Regions from separate parts of the Oryza sativa genome. Here region 1 is linked to region 2. A link is a contact called in public HiCAR-type data. All regions are on one chromosome and are shown on one strand. The core of a region is the stretch at or near the end of the contact, and the rest is flanking DNA. Distances in the headings are between cores, read along the strand shown.

The links. HiCAR-type assays count read pairs that join an accessible place to other places.
Region 1: a HiCAR-type map of leaf shows a contact between it and region 2, with 2.5 times the contacts expected there. The contact joins the promoter of LOC4329483 here to the promoter of LOC4329476 in region 2. A contact is called at or near these places in 1 of 15 Hi-C or Micro-C datasets (leaf) and 1 of 4 datasets of contacts at active chromatin or transcription factors (leaf).

The regions. Positions count from the first base shown.
Region 1 is chr2:19,300,555-19,304,524 of ASM3414082v1, reverse strand. It overlaps LOC4329483 (formin-like protein 7), which reads left to right and starts at 1,310. Exons shown (of 1, transcript XM_015771611.3): 1 at 1,310-2,823. The coding sequence starts at 1,389. The coding sequence ends at 2,420. LOC4329484 (probable magnesium transporter NIPA8) reads left to right here. Exons shown (of 13, transcript XM_066307590.1): 13 at 1-353. The coding sequence ends at 67.
Region 2 is chr2:19,063,351-19,067,156 of ASM3414082v1, reverse strand. LOC4329476 (GSH-induced LITAF domain protein) reads left to right here and starts at 2,521. Exons shown (of 3, transcript XM_015767434.3): 1 at 2,521-2,867. The coding sequence starts at 2,614.

The DNA of each region.
Region 1 (3,970 bases), core at 61-2,560, 240 kb before region 2:
CAGAGGAATCGCAACCGACCGATCAAAGTACATTCCTTTGCGGTCGACCGATTGGGACAATCTATAGTTGACGATGATTTGAATTACAGGTATACAAGCCAAATGTCTTACTTGGATGTTGCCAAGCGGATGCCAGTAAATTTTTGTTGCTTCCGGAAGGCAACTGTTTATTCCACCCCTATAGCTTAGCTGTAACATGAGTGTATAGTTCGATAAAACTTCCCTTGAAACACTGTCCATACCCAGGTTGTTGTATTTCTTCGAAACAGGTGCCTACAATACTTGTATAAACACGCCACACATGTTAGAACAAACTTCAATGATTCAATTCACTCTTCCCATTGGTGTCCCAAGCAACTTTCACCCTGTTTTTTTTTTTAATCCTGCATCCTTCCCAAATTATATGCAGCCTCTTTTTGTGGAGATATCTTCATGTCATCTCGTGGAAAAGCTTCAGTAATGACAGCGAAAGACGTAGCCTTTCAAGGCAGAAATTTGCTGGCATGAAGCGAGCGTATAGTTATATAACTTGTCTGACCTGTCAATGCAAACCTATATGCTATTATTAATGACTGGTACAGCTACCGCTCTCCTGACGCCGAAGAAACGAACAGTAGCTAATTACTCCAATTGTAAAGTCACTGAGGAAAGACGGCGATGTGTGTCGATTAGTTGGCCAAATTAATCGTTGGCGATGGGTATATCACCACGTATAGTCCATAGTCTATACGGTATTAAAAAAATCTTTTTTTTCTTCGAGTACTAGTAAACGATTAATCGCACGACCGTGTCATTGTGCAGTTTTTTCCACGATACTGCGCGGAACGGCACTGTCTCTATCGATCGATGGCCATTTTTTTCCTGCAGGCTCATGAATCCGTGGTCCTGGAGGTAGGGAACACACGTATAACTTTCTGACAGTCACACACTGCGGGAGAGGAAAGTCACCGGGTTCACAAATGCTACCTGTCACTGATCATCGCTAGTTCCTCAGCCTCTTGAAATTCACAGAATTTTGCTCAAATTTTAATTTTTGGTTTACATCCCCCCGTGACACGTACGCGCACCAAACCCCAATTGCAGTGGCTCCCCGCTGATTGGGTTGGGTCGGGTTAGCTTTGGTTTCAATGCTGACCGTGTCAAGAGCCGAGCGCGCGAGCAACCACCACCTCCACATCGCTTCACGTAGACACGTCCACCTTCCGGTCGTCTTCCCTCCCTCGCGCGGCCACCGCGTCATCGTTCGCAGTCAGCTCGGTCGGTCGAGTTCTCCCTTCTTAACCTCACTCGTTCTGGATCTTCTCCTCTCGTTCTCCCCTCTTCTGCTCCGTACGTACGTGTTGGGTGCGCGCGCGTTGTACTGGAGGAGCTGAGGAAGCGATTGATCGATGGATCATCGGTGGTGGCCGCGGCGGCGGCCGGAGCCGGCGGCCATCGACATCACGTGGGTCTCGTGCAGGGGCGTCAGGTCGTCCGTCCCCTTCCACACGCCCTGCCTCTACGCCTCCATCTACCTGCACCACCCGTCGCCGTCGCCTTCGTCGTGCGGGCGCCGCCGCCCGCACCGCGTCAAGACCGCCACGGACCGCGCCGGCGGCGGGAACCCGGAGTGGGACGCGCCGCTGCGGCTCTACCTCCCCTCCTCCTCCTCGTCGTCGCCGGCGACGTCGAGCGACAACAAGGACGAGGTTCTCTTGCGGTTCGAGCTCAAGTCGGAGGTGGCCGTGCTCGGGGACGTGCTGTCCGCGACCGCCGCCGTGCCGGTGTCCGAGCTCGTGGCGGACGGCGCGACGCGGCGCGTGTCGTACCAGCTCGCCGGGCCCGACGGGAAGCACCCCAACGGCGTCATCTCCTTCTCCTACGCCGTCCACGCCGCCGCCGCCGCCGACACGTCGTCGTCATCACCCAGCAGCGACGCCGACGACGACCGGAGGAGCACCACCACCACCACCACCAGCGGCAGCGAGTGCGACGAATACTCCATCACTCCACCTCGCTCAGCCGCATCCAGAGCGATCACTCTCCCTCCGCCGCCGCCGTCGTCGACGATGTACCCGGCAATAGACTGGCCGCCGACTGAGCAACTCATCCCCATGCTACTCTACCCGCCGGCGAAGCCTCATACTACGGCCATTGTCAAGGGCTCGACGTGCTACCCTCCTCCGCCACCGCCGTCGTCGACTCCTCCGGTGGAGCCCGTCGCGGTATTCCCGCCGCCGCCGTCGCCGGCGTGCGGCGTGTACTACCCGCCACCGACAGTGAGGGAGCCGGTCATCAACAGAAGCGGGATGTACCCGAAGGTAGACCTTGATATTCCGGTGAGTTGCTACCCGCCGCCGCCGACGGCGGCGACGATGTACGGCGGGGGATGCGGGTACGCGGCGGCGCCGGAGTGGGACGGCCGGTGGTTGCACGGTTGAATATATAGCACGTGCGTCATCGTCGTTGCTGCGCGCGGGTTCGATCGTTTCTTCATTTGTGCCGCGCGCCCTCTGCCTCGTTTTTTTAAATTATTTTTGTGTTTTAAATTTGTTTGTTTGCTTAAAGGTGTGTGTTCACGCTAAAATTAGAAGTTTGATTGAAATTGAAACAATGTGACGGAAAAGTTGGAAGTTTGTGTGTGTAGGAAAGTTTAATGTGATGAAAAAGTTAAAAGTTTGAAGAAAAAATTGGGAACTAAACCAGACCTAAGTTTAAGTTTTGGGCATAGGCGGAGAATGTGGGCGGCCTGTAGTTCTTCTTTGCTGCTTCAATATACCCTTCCTACTGTATTTTGTAATTTTTTGAGAAAATATACTGTGCTACTCGTTGGAGTTCTATGAATTACAGGAGCTTATTACTTTATTACTTTAGCCTATATAAACAATCATCTTTACTCGAATTACAAATTAATTAATCTACTGGCCTACACTAGAAGCCATTGAAATTGATTCCTTGTTTTTCTTCTTTTCTTTTTCTCCTTCTTCGGCTTTGCTTCTCTTCTTCTCGCTAGATCGAGCGCCGGTAATTGAGATAGCGTTATTAACCTCTTCCAGTGCAATTACAGATCGGTATCTATTAGGGTTTAGGGTTTTGGCCGAGAGATTAGAGCATCATTGGTACGGCTCGGGAGCTTATCTCCTATTAATACTCAAAATCAGTTTTAACCGATCACAAAAACTAATTTCTCTCTCATCTCTTTAAATTAGACTCGTGGGCTCATCCAATAAAATCAACCAACACTACTATAATCTGTTTTCACTCGGGAAAAATAAAAAATGGAATTGCTAACCTTCATGCAACAAAAATTTAGGAGGATTTTTATTGAATGTTTGACCATTGAATACGTGTCAAGATTGGCATCCACAATAAGGCGGCAGTGGTCCTATTCTGGGTTAAGGTCAGGCTAGGAGGGGGTGAGGGGAGGAGGAAGAAGGGGGTTTCCCTGACAATTAGAAGGATGGTCATGGGCGGCTTAGGATTGGCAGTGAGCGGTGGACTAGCTAGGGTGGGCGCTCATGCAGTGGCTGCAGCATAAAACAAAGTGACTAGTTAGGAGGCAGTGATCGATGGTGGTGAATCCAATAATGGTAGGCGGACAATATCGAAGACGGGGAAGATGACAAGGTGAGGGCCCCTCACTATCGTCGGCTTGAGGAGGAGAAGATGACTGGGGGTGGGAAAGTCCGGTCAGGGAGACCTCGCCGACATTGTTGGCCGGCACCTTTCAGCTAGCTGGTGAGGCTGAGTGGCGGCAAGCTGGGAAGGTGACGGTGGAGTATTGAGTGCTCGAGCATGGTGGCGGATTCAAGTATATAGGATGGCAGCGCTGAGAGTAAGGACGGAGGGGTTAAGATTATGGATGTGTGCACGAATCTTAAAAAGCAATCCAACAATCCAAAAATCACATAATTCTAGGCAGTATTCCTAATCAATTGGTACTTGGTATATAGATAGACCTAAACATAAAACACAGACACATGTAGGCGAT
Region 2 (3,806 bases), core at 1,272-3,771:
ATGTTACCTGGATACGCCTCCCAGGCCACGTATTCATATCGGATATGGATAAGTATCGGATATGCCCCGATACGTATCTCGTACGTATCGGTTGTTTTCACGATTTTCAGATAATAAAAAAAATTCCCGATACGGTCGCGATACGTTCTAACCCTAAAATCATCGATCAAAACCATCGAACACTGAGCAAGCCAAAGAACATCAACGGCGCTGCTTCCCCAACCCCAACTCAGCTCGCTCTCTTCCTTGCGTCGTAGCACAGCACCGCCACCATCCTCCGCCACTGCCATTCCCCGCCGCCGCCGCGTCGCACCTCCTCCGTCCACCGCCGTGCCTCCGCTGTTTGCCATCGCCTAGCAGCGGCGCCATCCGCTGGGCACAGCGCCACCGCCTCCAGAGGGCGCAGCACTGTCGGGTGCTGCCTAGAGAGGGCCCAACACTGTCACTTGATGAGCCAAATCTTGAGAGAGTGCTAGAAGATCTTGGTGCATTGGATATACAAGATGATAATGGCGCTTCAGCCACTTCAGTTACAATGGATGAAAGCAGCAATTGATTTATTGAGTTGTATTTGAAGTCCTAAACAATTCTATTTGAATTAGCTCTATGATGATGTTGATGTTATCTACCGTCTCTGTGAACTGGTTGTGATGTGTGAAACTATGCATGTTGATGAACTATTAATTTGTGATTTGCGTACTATTTGAAATCTTGCACTTACATATGCACTGGTTTAGCCTTATATTATTTGTATTTTGGTGAGATGAATCTAATGGTTGGTGACTTGGTGTTGGCATGCTCTGCTATGCTAAATTGCTAATTGCCTAGTTTACGATTTATTTTTTTTATTTTTATTTATATATATATACGCGTATCCCCGTATCTTTATTATTAGGAAGATGGCGTATCCGTATCTGTATCGTCGTATCTAGATAATATAATTGTGGAAAAAGGGCGCGCAGGTCGGCCAGGCAAATAGGATGGGCCGGGCCAAGCCTGGACACGTGGTCCCAACGACCAGCACTCCTTTAGTGAGCGGACTCATTTGATGTCTTAGGCTATTTCCAACACAAGACACTAACATAGTTTTCATAAACTGACATTACTCTTTTAATGCAAACACCACTATTCCATACTTAAATTTAATGTTACTTATCTCACATAATGTCTTAAATGTTGTGTAGAAACCATATCTCATGCGAGACATGGTTTCATTATCTTTTCTCATTTATTTATTTGCCACATCATTTTTCATTTTAGGTAGCAGTTTATTTAATGTTATGGACACTATCCTAGTTATTGGGTTGGAAATGGCCTTATATCATCTTTGATGAACATTACAAACATTGAATTTCATCTAAAGTCGATTAGAATGACTGTCGTGAAATAGGCCAGGCCGGTCGACTCTTGGCCATGCCAAGGTGGCCGTCTCGACATGGCTTAAGCGAATTGAAGGCTAGAAATTCATATGATTTCTCTTCTAAAATTATACGTGTGATGTGTAGCATTTCTGGAGGTGACTAGGGATTGGTCGCCCGATCCAAATCTTCGAAAAATCGGACGCTGACGTTAGCACCTGTTTTACGTGCAAAACTATTTTAAACTGATTTTTCTCTTAAATTATTTATCTAAATCATGATCCGATTGCACCATTAAATTCGTTGCAATTAAATCTTCAAAACAAGGCCACATATGGATATATTCCGATGAAAAAAAATAGCTTATTATTGATTTTTTTTAAATGTTGCACGATGTTTCACCAGGTATATCGGAATTGTTTCACTAAGTAGATCGAAAATGTTTCACCCGTTTAAATCTGGTGTTGTTTCACCTTATATAAAAACAATGTTTCAGCAAATAGCGAAAGAATATTTCAGTTCACTATAATATTTGATCCATACATAGTGAAATATTATAAGTACACTAGGTGAAATATTTTTCGGTGGAATAAAAAATAAAATGAAATCCCTTAATAGGGGGTTTCCAAAATATGTGGGTTTTTTTGGTTGCAATGGAGTATTTCAGTTTGTAACATTAGAACTATACATAGTGAAATATTGTGAATACACTAGATGAAATATTTTTGGTGGAAAAAATAAAACAAATTCCCTTAATAGGAGGTATCCAAAGGATTTTTTTCAATGGCAGGTGAAAGTAGAGGATGCGGTGGGACCTAGGGCCTGCATTCACGCATGTGGAGGGGGGAGGGGCACGCGGGGGAGCGCCAGATCGGGCTCCCCTGCGCCAGTCGCCCGGATTAAAGTAATTTCGAGCATTTTTAGAAAAAAAAAGCCCGATTGTGTGGAATGCGCCGGTAATAAACAAGGTCTCGTAATTTCTCCTATCTTCAACATTTGCTTTGTTACGTTTTTGACTAACTACATTTTCTAGAAGAGTTTTATGGAGTATTACGAACGATTACACATAAAATCCTATAAAATTTTCCAACGAAAATATTTTTTTTTCAGACCTTGTACAAACGCATACACATATAAATATCTTCTCCGTTTCCAGGCTTCCAGCCCACAACCTGACAGCCGCGGCGAGACAAGTCAAGATTCAAACCAACCCAACCCAACCCAACCGCCGTCACCGACGACGACCACCACCACCATGGCGGCCAAGGCGGCGTTCCCCGCGCCGGCCGGCGACGAGCCGGCGATCGGCATCCCGTACCATCCGGCGGCGGCGGGGGCCCAGGGCGGTTACTACTACGCGCCGGACCCCTACGCGGCGGGGATGCCCCCGCCGAACGCGATCTACGCCGGCGCGCCCAAGGGGGTGCCCCTGCAGCAGACCATGTTCCGCGACACCCCCGCGCCATTCCACTGCCAGGCCTGCGGCGCCGCGGCCGTCTCCTCCCTCCGGTGAGAACCCGCCGTACTCGCCCCCCTGCAGTCTTTTTATTGTGGCCTTTACCTGCGATTCGAAGGGATAGATGTGGAATTCGAGCGGTTGATAGGTCGAGATTGCCAGCATTCGGTGTATTGATCTGCAACGAGTACTAGATTGTTCGGTAGTCTAATCTGCACCGTGAAAAGGGAGAAGAAGAAATCGATACTTTCTAGGTTGTCGAAACCAGAGAAGCTCAAGCCCTGGTGGAGTTCCCCATGTTTTTCATGTCATCTGTTTCTTGTTATTCGTTTGCTCTTATCCAAGTCGCATTCACGATTGGCTTTCTGTTAAGTTGAGTTTCTATAGGGGAGGTGAGAATTTGAGTTATTGTTAAATTATGAATCTGATGATATGAGGAAGAGAATATAATAGGTTCATAGTATATCAGTTACAAACTTGTAATTACTCTCCCATTTTAAGGTTTACAACAGATGCAAATCAAGGGCCTAAGTCTGCTTGGACAACATAATCCTTACCAGTGCTTTTGTATCATCTTGATGTAATTGGATGAGTTCAATAAAAGATTCCATTATCTGAAAACATGAACTTACAAATACTACTCCCTCCGCCCCTAAATATAAGGGATTTTGGTTGGATGTGACACATCCTAGTACAATAAATCTGGACAAGAGCTTGACTAGATTCGTTGTACTAAGATGTGTCACACCCAACTAAAATCCCTTATATTTAGGGACGGAGAGAGTAGAAGAAAGGCATTCTTCCATCTGGTAGAAAACACTTTGAAGAGTTCCTTGTGTTCTGAACCCTTCTAGGTCAGTTGAAATAACATGTCAGAGCTTGTACTGGAAGCTAAAAGTTACACGAACATATTTAGCTTTCTTCTTCTAATGAAGAGTCTCGAGCGCTAGAGTTAATCATGCACTTAGGACATGTAACACCTAGTTTAGCTA